3 separate regions of the Bombyx mori genome follow, and regions 2 and 3 are each linked to region 1. The links are chromatin contacts, called in public Hi-C maps. All regions are on one chromosome and are shown on one strand. The core of a region is the stretch at or near the end of the contact, and the rest is flanking DNA. Distances in the headings are between cores, read along the strand shown. Region 1 overlaps LOC101736030 (nucleolar protein 4). Region 2 overlaps LOC101736303 (zinc finger protein 33A). Region 3 holds the start of LOC101736030 (nucleolar protein 4).

Evidence for each region. A called contact is a pair of places that touch in the nucleus more often than the background predicts.
Region 2: a Hi-C map of posterior silk gland shows a contact between it and region 1, with 2.4 times the contacts expected there. The contact joins two enhancer-like sites. A contact is called at or near these places in 2 of 7 Hi-C or Micro-C datasets (middle silk gland and posterior silk gland).
Region 3: a Hi-C map of whole pupa shows a contact between it and region 1, with 3 times the contacts expected there. The contact joins the promoter of LOC101736030 here to the enhancer-like site in region 1. A contact is called at or near these places in 2 of 7 Hi-C or Micro-C datasets (middle silk gland and whole pupa).

The regions. Positions count from the first base shown.
Region 1 is chr20:3,455,542-3,459,329 of ASM3026992v2, forward strand. It overlaps LOC101736030 (nucleolar protein 4), which reads right to left. Exons shown (of 15, transcript XM_021351517.2): 3 at 2,035-2,169. Among protein-coding and RNA genes, the nearest start is that of LOC101736167, 47 kb to the right of the region's middle. Within about 2 kb of position 2,085, at least 8 of the 8 cell types and tissues checked have open chromatin away from gene starts, as enhancers often do.
Region 2 is chr20:3,560,899-3,564,686 of ASM3026992v2, forward strand. It overlaps LOC101736303 (zinc finger protein 33A), which reads right to left. Exons shown (of 3, transcript XM_021351528.3): 3 at 2,227-3,788. The coding sequence ends at 2,412. Among protein-coding and RNA genes, the nearest start is that of LOC101736303, 4.7 kb to the right of the region's middle. Within about 2 kb of position 1,758, at least 8 of the 8 cell types and tissues checked have open chromatin away from gene starts, as enhancers often do.
Region 3 is chr20:3,544,117-3,547,904 of ASM3026992v2, forward strand. It overlaps LOC101736030 (nucleolar protein 4), which reads right to left and starts at 1,681. Exons shown (of 15, transcript XM_021351517.2): 1 at 1,504-1,681.

The DNA of each region.
Region 1 (3,788 bases), core at 835-3,334:
GTATGAGAAAAAACATGAAAAACGCAAAGGAGACGGAAAATCGTGGGCCAAAAATGTAATAACTTGGAATGTAGTCTAAAAAATTTGTCATATTTTTTTATATAAGAATATAAAAAATCACCTCAATCCTCTTTCTGGGACCGGAGAAAAATGAGAAAGTTAGTTTTTGTCGGTATAACGGTGTGATCGATTTAATTAATCGATTACAGGATTATAAAAAGAAAAACATTGCACTAGGTAATTAATGCAAAGTAATTAAATGAGCAATTTATACTTGTTGTATACAAATGCGGTATACGCCGGATTTAATTGCGATTATACACATAAATGAAGAAAAAGTCTATTATTATTTAACAAAGTAATATGATTATCGATTTCAAATCGATTAAAATCGATTGTATTTTTGATGACAGCTTTGACAGTCAGGACGTTTGTTCATAGATTATACAATTGTTTTTTGGCGCTTGTTGGTTTTTTCTGCTCTACTCGTTTTGTATCTTCGACGCATTTAGAGTGTGTATCTATCGGGCTGTTTTTATATTTTCAACGATCACTGCTTTATTATTACGGATTCCAACTCTGCCAGCCTTGTACGACAATTGCTTCTACACTGGACACCGAAGATTGCTCACACGTTTGACTTGAAATTGTTGCATTGGATATTGTTGAAATTATGGATCGCTGTGTGAATTGTGGAATAGCAATTCCATATTCCATACCTGATATATGTATATCATTGATATTCATTCATAATATGACATTTAAATGATTATCCAATGGATATAATAAACATTTACATAAGCTTAAATAAGTTATTATTCAGCTCTTTTAAAGAGATTGTAACATAACCTAACTTTTACTAAATCTTTATTAACTCGGCTCTCAGATTGAGAAAACTTTTATAATTTTCAGCAAAGTACTGATAAATCTGAATCTATTAATTCATATTAGTTTCATCACGTTACATTCGGGCCCAAAAATGTATGTAATCGTTTCAGTCTCCATTATCTTCTTCTTTTCTTTTAAATTATATTTGAAAAACGTTGTTCAATATAACGAATAATATTAACTTTCCTGTGCTATATTAATGACATTAGGTTTTACGAATCGAAACTTTTTAAATTGTATTTAATATATTTGTCCACCACTATTAGGTACTTCGCTAAATCCAAACTTAAAATTTTAGCAAAAATAAAACAATGGTCTCTCGAAGGGCACTCGAGCTGACACTAATATTATTGAAGTGAAACTTCCTTATCGGCGTTGGAAAAAAATTTACCGTCACATTTTTCGGTTACGCGTCACTTTTTTCCGTTACGCGCCATCTGTTTTGTATTCATGTCTATGATAATAAAATCCTTTTGTTTAAACTTTATGTAATTTAACTTTTTTGTATTCATGTCTATGATAATAAAATCCTTTTGTTTAAACTTTATCTAATTTAACTTTATTTAACCAATTTCTAGAAAGTTTGAATGTAGATCATTTTTCGAAAAATAAGGCCATAAACAAGTTTCACTTCTTACGTGTGTACACTAGTACACGCACACATTTTTTTGATAAGTATGTATATTATTTATGGTTCCCTTTTACCATCAGCCGGGGCTAAGCTCAAACGCCTGTAATCTAAAAGTAATATAAAATCAAACAAAATGTCTCGATACATGAGTTCCACTCCGCGTTAGCGACATCTATCAACCATTATGCGTTATTTTCTGTATAGCGCCATCTATGTGAGGCTTGTAGTAACAACTGACATTCTAGCTCCGCAACATCTTGTGTTTATACTTGACAAAAACAGATGGCGCTTTTTATGTTAATTAATCATGAAAAATATTAATTTAGGATCAAAGTCTACCTTTCTACTTGAACCTTTGAGGCCAAATGTTTTTTTTGTATTTAAAATACTGTATTAGTACATTACACTATACATTTCTTATTGTGACTGTATTAATTAAGATGTATATAAATTAAATAATTTTCCCCGAAAACAATTTTTTTGTAAACGAATATTTTGAAAATATATATATCTACCGTTCTATATGTTCGTTTTTGTCCTGCATGTTTTCCAGGTCTTCCTTCAAGTTCTACGTGGACTGTGTAGATGATGTCGAAGAAATTTTCAACGATGGCTACTTTTCGGTACACGGGTTCTTGGTTCGGCGCATTCTGCAACAAAACATTTGATAATTAAATGATAATTCGCTTATATTACTAGCTAGCTAGTTACCTTGTGTGTAAAAGAGAGTTTTGTAAAGTTATCAAACCTAACTTGGCTTTCCTACAAACGTAAAAACAGTGGAGCACGCCATCTATGATCACATAGTTCAGGAGTAAATCAAAAGCTACATTAACGGAACACTAGATGGCACTGCGAAAGCATCTCAAAAATTACTTCAACTAAAACTTGTAGTATTCCAATGCAGATTAGAATTAAATTAGACTTAGAATATGCGAAAAAAATCTCATTATTCTACACCGACTGCAATACTAACATACAAAATACAAAAAACCACAACATTCTAATATTTGTCCAATTTCAATTATACATAAGGTATATTTTTGTTTAACATAAGTTTTACAATATTTCGAATCGGTATGCTTACAAATACAGACGGCTTTAAATGGGCACTTAGCAATGGACGCCACTATTATATCAGCCCGTTGCCGAGACCCCGGTCGCGGGGCTTGTCCGGGCGCCCGCGTAATTACGGGCGAGCTCCAGACCGGGATAATTACGTGCGGCCCGGGATGGGATAATTACGACCCGCGGTCCAATCGTGACCTGGGTGATTTATGAAAACAAATCGCGTTACAGATCATTTCGATGCGACCCGCTATCTCTAATGGTTTATTTATCGCATTACATTCATTCTAATTACCACTACATTTTTTCGTTTCTTCTATAAAATGAGCTATTGTTGTACTAAATTGTTACGAATTCAATTACAAAGGTACGTATCGATTACAATAGAAATCAATAAAGTTTACGTCAAATATGATTTTTTTTCCTACCTAAGCTGATGGTCTAGAGCAGCGGTAGGGGAACTTTTTTAATTATTACCCTAAAATATTTTTGTGTAAGTTGATATTACCCCATGGCGAAGAACAAAAAAAAAACGAAATCGCTTCTTTTTAGCATCTTTCATATTATAGCTCCCATGATAATTTTGAAAAGAAAGAAAGAAGTTTCACTTCAATATATATATACTTTCTACTCACAAAAGTTTCATTTTTACCTTCCAAATTTTCATCTTACCCCATTTGGGGTAATTACCCCGGTTCCCCGACCGCTGGTTTAGAGAGACCATATTAGCGTCACCGGGCTAGTAGGTGAGCTCACGGGGCTCAAACTTGACGATGTTGCTAATACGAACCGTGCTTCGCAGAATCTACCGCCGGATCGGAAACGCGACCTACTAAGAAGATCCGGCGAGAAACTCAGTGGCAAATATGAAAGGTAATACTTATTATAGGCTTATACTATAGGCTAATTGTACTTATATTAGGCTACTGAACGATGGGACAGTATCGCAAGCAACAGGTGGAATGGCTTCAATGTTTCATTGCGACGTAAAAAATCGAATCAGTAGGTTTGAATTTTCGGACGGAAACACAGTCTGAATTGAGAACCTCCTCTTTTTTTCTTTGTAGTCGAACAACTACTGAAATCCACGCGGTCATTTACGAAAAGTCATTTCATACATTACATTTACTGAAGTGAAAACTTCTTTAGCATCGTTGTGATTCGAAAGTCGATGAAACAAAAAAGCGACAGTAAAAAGAGA
Region 2 (3,788 bases), core at 508-3,007, 110 kb after region 1:
GTTAATTTGAACAGCTTACGCTTCAGGAACATTTGATTACATTTGTATCACTCTAGTATCACTAATGTACAATAGATGTCATGCAGTATTTTTGAGACAATGGGCTGACGACCAAAGAAATATTTTCGTTACATAAATGTTTTCAGTCGTCAAGTAATTGTAGGGAATTTTAATGAACGTGTCGAAATAATTATTTTTGCCAAATAACATTTTATTTGTAAATTTTAATGTGCAATTACAGAGAAGGGTTGTCAATGTTGGCTAACCTACTTAGTCAAAAAAAATTCTACTTTGGAACAATTTATTGCTAATTTGTTACGGACAATTTGCTTACAAAAAATACTAAGTTCTCATATTATTAAAAATTTATAAGAATTTTCCTAAAAACAATAATAGTTTGTTCTTTGTTTAAGAGAAATATTTTTCAATACCTCCAACAAAAATTTTCTCTTCATCATCGCGGATTGCTCGGCAGCGGCGTCGACCTTTCTCGATTAGTTAGAGTCACAATATACTAGGCTTGCATATTTATCAAGAATTAAAACCACGTCGTTGTTAGGTATTTGGTTTTTATATCTTTTAACGTTTATGTGTTCCCAGTACATTGGCTTGTCAGTTTTTCGTAACTTACATTGACGTCATTTATAGAATTTAAAAAAACGCGAACTCCACAATTCCGCCGTAGCGATGTCGTCGGTTTTTGAGTTTATTTAGAAACGGAAAGAAACATGTTACGAGATTTTTATTTCCGTTTCTAAATAAACTCAAAAACGGTACCAATACTACAGAAATAGTGATGTAATAGTAGTAGTAGTTCTTAAATATTAGGTGTGTTTATTATGTAAATATATTTCTTAAGTTTATTCATATTTATTAATATTCTCTGTGTCTTATCAAGTTGTCTATACTAATATTATAAAGAGGAAAGATTTGTTTGTTTGTTTGTTTCGAATAGGCTCCGAAACTACTGGACCGATTTGAAAAATTATTTTTCCATTAGAAGCCGACATTGTCCCTGATGAACATAGGCTACTTTTTTTAAATTTTTTTTTTATAATTTTTTTTTGGTTTCATGTGTGTTTTAATGTTTCCGAAGCGAAGCGAGGGCGGGTCGCTAGTTGTAATAATAATTGCAAGGCACATTCTCTTTTTGATATCTGACATTTTAAAAAACAATATTGAGGACAAGAGGAGTTTACAAACAAACAGAAAAATTAACCTTTCTTAAATGGCCAATTTGTTGGAATACTTGAAATTTTTTGTAACATTACATTACATTACATATAGTACATACGTATGTATACATATTATTAGAAAAAACATATTACGTATTAGGTACAATTAATTATATTAATAAAATGACAAATCGATAAAAACATTGATTGATCATCATCCTCCACTTTGTCGAGAAAACGAACGTTCGAGAAAAGTGTCCCATCACAAATTAGCCCACAAACGGTTAAAGTACTAGGCAATCATAAGTACTAGAAGTTTTTATCAATATAATTTCTGTTACCACGCCATCTTTTGATTAATATACGTACTTCACAAAATTTCACCCATGTTTATTGGACGGTCTGGTGGGCGTAGCACGCCCCTTTTATATCGCTCTATCTTTGAATTATAGACTTTATGGCCGGTTTGAAAGGGAATGGTACTTTATTCCAATACGATTGAGACTTTGATGTATGTTTACCTAACCGGTCTTAAAAGGCGATATCATTCATTTCAGCAGCCACTCAACAACTTGACGAGTTAGTCTGCACAAACAAGCCAAAATAGTTTTACGCTTTAACACTAGATGGCGGCTATAGTCTTAGAAGTTTTTTATCACAGAAAATTGTGAACGAATATTTTTAACTATTATTAATTTATTGGCATAGCCGTGAGCACACTAATTAAGTAAATTATCTTTGGCAAACATTTGTATAATCTGACTTTTAACGAGTTAATTTGACTGATTAGGTATACTATTTTTTAGTATTTGTAGCAGCAATTACGACCCAAATAGCAAGCCTTTACTAGACACGGTCACACGACAACAACTTTCTTTGTGGTCTTTAAAGAAGTGTTAACGGCACCCTAAGGCCGAGGCTACATAACCCGTATTTGCCGTTTAATTATAATTTGTATAACGAAGCATTTGTCATTTGTGGTTTAGAAATTTTAAAAGTGAATAATTCTTTTAAAATTTTGTTTTGAATTATACCACGAAAATGAAACAGATTTATTATATCCTAGTGTTCCTTTATTAAAGAGAATAAAAAAAACAACGCTTAATTCATGTTTTTAACATTCTTATTAATGACATCACTCATAACTAAAGAAAAAAAAAACAAAAGAAAAATAACCCAAGCAAGACACTATGATTCCTAAAACTTAAGACTTAAATTTTAACTTAGATATGTAGTTTAAACAAATTTAATAGCATATTGATTGTTTTCATATTGATTCAGTGATACGTTTTCTATGGTGTGCTTTTTCAATTTATGCTTTTTCAAATATTTAGAATCTATGAATGCTTCCCCGCATAATGAACAGACATATGGGCGTTCACCGGTGTGCGTTCTCAAGTGAACAACTAAATTACCTTTAAGTGCAAAGAATTTCATACAAATGGAGCAACCAAATTTTTTCTCTCTCGTGTGTGTCAGCTGATGTGTTCTCAAATGAGTTTTGGTTTTAAATCTCAAAGAACACAGCTGACACGGGAAGGGCCTCTCATTTGTATGGACGCGTTCATGCATTTGCAACATTGCTTGGCTAGCGCATCCTTTACCGCATATGCTGCACTCAAAGCGTTTCATGCTCTTCGATTTTGAGTTTTTATGGGTCAAGGAATGCATCTGCATATCTTTTTTTGAGGGTAGCACCTCCCCGCACTCTGAACAAAGTAGTTCAGTCGGATTAATTATGTGGGTACTCTCTACATGCTGTTCCAATGCTGACTCTACTGAAAACATTTTCTTGCATAGCGAACAGGCATACCCTAGTAACTTCCCTAGGTTAGTTGTAACTTCTTGTTTAACGGTTTTCATTAGCTCTGCTTTGACTTTAATGACTTTTGATTTGGAGCACTCTCCGGAATCATTGTGATTATTTAGAGCATCTCTTGTGGGAAAAGTTTTGTCACAGTTCGAGCATGTAAACGGATGGACATGTGTCAATCTATGTGTTTGCATTGTGATTTTTTGGCGAAACTTTTTAAAGCAGATGTCGCACTCAAACTCCCTGATGTCGCTGTGTATCATCATGTGACGTTTCAAATTATTCGGATTTGCAAATGTCTTCAAGCATATATTGCACCGTGGCTTGATGTTATTGTGTCCGTACTTAATATGTTGCGTTAAGGCTGTCCTTTTGATTAGTTGATTACAGAATGGACAGTTAATGAGCACTCCAGTCACACTGTGAAGGAGCATGTGCCCTGTCAAAATTTCTGGCGATTCAAAACCTTTTCCACACAAGTTGCATAGATTCTCACCGGCTGGGTTATGTTTATATTGATGCTTTTCATATTCTGTTAAGTCTTGGAATTGTTCTCCACAGTCACATAAGAATGATCCATCTTCTTGCTGTAAAACAGTTGCAATTTGACTGTCATCAGCATATTCTATCACAAGTTCTGAACCATCATACTTCAGTATTTGAAACTGGGATTCACCCTCACACAAGATTACTTCTTGTGATGTCCCATCACCATCTTCTTCATCATTCACCAGCTGTGTTTCAGCTAAATACTGAACTCCGTTATCACTCTTTAAAAGTATAGTACCATCAGACCCAGT
Region 3 (3,788 bases), core at 431-2,930, 88 kb after region 1:
TATACAATAGAGGTCAGAAAAAACTAAAAGATAATCTTATTAGTGAAAATTATTATCACATAAATGATTTTTTTAGGGACGACATTCAAAATAAATGCTTTTTTATTATTATTTGTTGAATTATGGATGAATGAAAGGTAAATTATATAATATCTTATATAATATATTTTTTACTGGTGGTAGGACCTCTTGTGAGTCCGCACGGGTAGGTACCACCGCCCCGCCTATTTCTGCCGTGAAGCAGTAATGCGTTTCGGTTTGAAGGGTGGGGCAGCCGTTTTAACTATACTGAGACCTTAGAACTTACATCTCAAGGTGGGTGGCGCATTTACGTTGTAGATGTCTATGGGCTCCAGTAACCACTTAATATCAGGTGGGCTGTGAGCTCGTCCACGCATCTAAGCAATAAAAAAAAAAAAATCATAATATCTTGCACTGCACTAAAATTCGCATTATTTGAATAATGACAAAACATACACGCTGCTTTTAACTTATGTAATAACTCATTTTCACTATGCTTAGCGAATAAATGATTTCTTTCTTTCTTTAGGAGAGCTATAGAAACACAAGTCGGAGGTCAGACTCGTATCTATCAGCCCGTGTTTGTCGGACCCCATTCTCGGTTCAGGTCCCCTCATCGCGTGCTCTTCATTTGTCACCACGGTCCGGTGTGGATATTAACACTGGGATCCGAAGCGGCCGGTACTGTGTGACGACCGTCCGAATTGCCTTCGTCAATTTACGTAACGTTTTAAACGCCTTACCATGTACCTAAAACCTCACTCATATTACATTTAGCGAATTTAATGAGGGAGATCGAATGAAACGTACTGGCTAGTGAATAGGTGTTTAGTAACACAGTGAGTTTCTCGAATGATATTTTCAGTGGGTCGTGATTGCTTTCTGGTAGTATATTCAACGAAGCATTGCTCTTAGCTTTTTAATCTCGTCCGCCACCCACTGCGAAGCCAGAATAGCCCCTCGAAGCTAGTGCGATTAGGTAAGCAAAAAAGGTTTCTATACCAAAATCATTTATTTTAAATTTGTTGTAAACGAATTTTTATTATTTTTAAACAGTTCTTACAAAAAAGGTGGTTATAGCCTTTTTTTTTAAACTTAAATTGAAACAAGTACTATTCGTTTCGATTGTTATTTATATAACCTATAAATAAACTAATAAATAATTAGTTTCACAAATAATAATTCAGCACCGGTGCATGTTACAATAAACTTTATTTCGAGTACAGGATTATTATTAGTGCGCGCCAAGTGTCGGATTAATCAAGTTTAGACTTCTCCCTCGACTAATCAAATTACCTTGAGCTACGAAAAATTAGTGCCCTACCCAAAGACAGGCCTATTAAAAATCAGCAAATACTAGAAAACGGAATTATAAAATCTAGTTGTAAACTTGAGGGAAATCATAGAATTTAAGACAAAAGTACCAAAGTATCTGCGTGTAGTTATAAGTAAAATACTGCTTTTTAAATTAAGTAAACATACCTAAAGTGTATTATAAAGTTGTTGCTCAACACTATAATATTAAAAAGTATATTTCTAACTGAATTTGGGTTTAAAGTCACTAATCTTATTGTCGTACGTAGTTCGCGTCGCGGGAAAACAGAGCGAAACGCTGTTCCTCTCATACACGACCGCCCGCTAGTCGCGCGCGCGGTGCACTGATGCGAAGGTGTTACCAGTTTAATTTCCCAGTTTTGAATTGAATCTTTTGACCATTATCCCAAGTAACAAGTTAGAACAAAAAAAATTAAAAATACTTTTAACTTTTTAGTTTTTAAGAAAATTTCTTACAATTTTTAAAATGTTTTCAATTAAACATTTTTTTTAGCATAAGCTATTTTTAAAAAGACATTCGATGAACTACAACTGAGCAACGTTAATTACTCATTTGAAATTGAGTACTGTTAATTAAAAAGTCTGACGAAGCATGTTGCGGATAATAACATGTACTTTTAGGTTAGGAATATTGTCTTCTTTTTTTATAATAAATAAATTGATTTTATTAAAAAGTGCGTTAACTGCTGATGTACGCTAGAACTATTTCAACCGTATCAGTATCTTATCAGCCTTTTTAAAACGTATACATCACAAACAAATCCAAATAAAATATATTTTGAGAAGCAACTGCATGTTGTGCAGTTGGCCGTCACAAAGCTCTGAACTAGTCGGAATTTGAAACTTATTGTACCGGCAACCCAGTTCGTGTGCGGGCCGGCGACGCGGCACGTGCGGGACGGTCCCGCGCTAATTGTCCATGAGTCTAGCACCACAGAGTGTTTTATAACATAGCTACTGAAAAATATTAGAACTACCACTTTACTAATAGTATCACAGAACTTGTAATGCAATGTTTTTTTAATAAATCTCCAATATTCAATTTTATTCTCACATAACCAATAAAGTTATAAAGTCGTGATGAAAAGTCGTTACTGGTGGTAGGACCTCCCACCACCCCGCCTATTTCTGCCGTGAAGCAGGAATGCGTTACGGTTTGAAGTTTGGGGCAGCCGTTGTAACTATACTAAGACCTTAGAACTTATATCTCAAAGTGGGTGGCGCATTTACGTTGTAGATGTCTATGGGCTCCAGTAACCATTTAACACCAGGTGGGCTGTGAGCTCGTCCACCCATCTAAACAAAAAAAACAGTGGTGTTTTATCCAATATACAGGACCTACATTAAATTCAAATTAGTGCAGTAAAAAAACTGTGTGACTAATAAAAATTGATAAATACTATATAAAAAACTGAACTCTTACTTCTCTATCTTGCCTATTTTTGCGAATAAGTAGTTTTGTTTTGGGGTTTGAAGGATGGGCAACAGATTTATTTACACGACGTAAAATGTGTCTGCCACCTTATGTTGTTCATGCTGTGATGTCTATGTGCTGCATTAACATTTAGATAAATAAGTAAAGACAAACCAGTCAAGCATCACTTTCTCATTCGATTTTTTGTTGCATTGAAAACCCATTGAGTTTCTCGCTGGATCTTCTCAGTGATAAACAGATTCAGCAAATCACTGCTCTTTTCAGGCCTAGTGTTAGCAAATCCGGTTGAGCCAGTGAGCCTACACATCCGATGACGTCGGATGTGTAGGCTCAAAGCTACTGGCAGTTAGGAAAAAAAATGCTTTCAATTCGGAACACGTGATTGTTGCCCACACATTTGTAGCCTACGTGATAAAAGCGACTACCTCAGCCCATAGACTAGAGATAGATTGGATGGAGACGAAAGGCCCCAGAATCGGGTCGTGTGGCGTGCTTTGGGAGAGTCACATGTCTACCAGTGGACATATGCGGCGCATAATGAAGCCCGCAAAGAAGGAGAAGCCTTCGCTTAGTTTTCATTAAGCCAGTCGCACTGCAACAATAAATATAAATAAATATATCTACGAACATGTATGCTTATAATTTAGGAGCTAATATTTCTTGAATAAAAATCACAATCTCAATACTTTTTTTATGAAAAAAATACCACGTAAACTCATTATGAAACAAGCAAACGAAAGTAGTTCTTATGAGCAGCACGCTAAGAATAAAGTGACAAACATGTACTTGTTATCTTTTGGTTTTCTTTTGGAATGTGCGATGCGCGTTGCGCGCGCGCTTAGCCACTCCGCCTCAGCCGGAATGAAACATGCGCACGAGACGGCATCTTGCGCGAAATGTGCGCATATTACCAGGAGTTCATAAACGGAAGGAGTTTTATACCGATTGTGGACACAACGTGCGCGCATTTTTGTTTTTCGATCAATCTCTATTGATT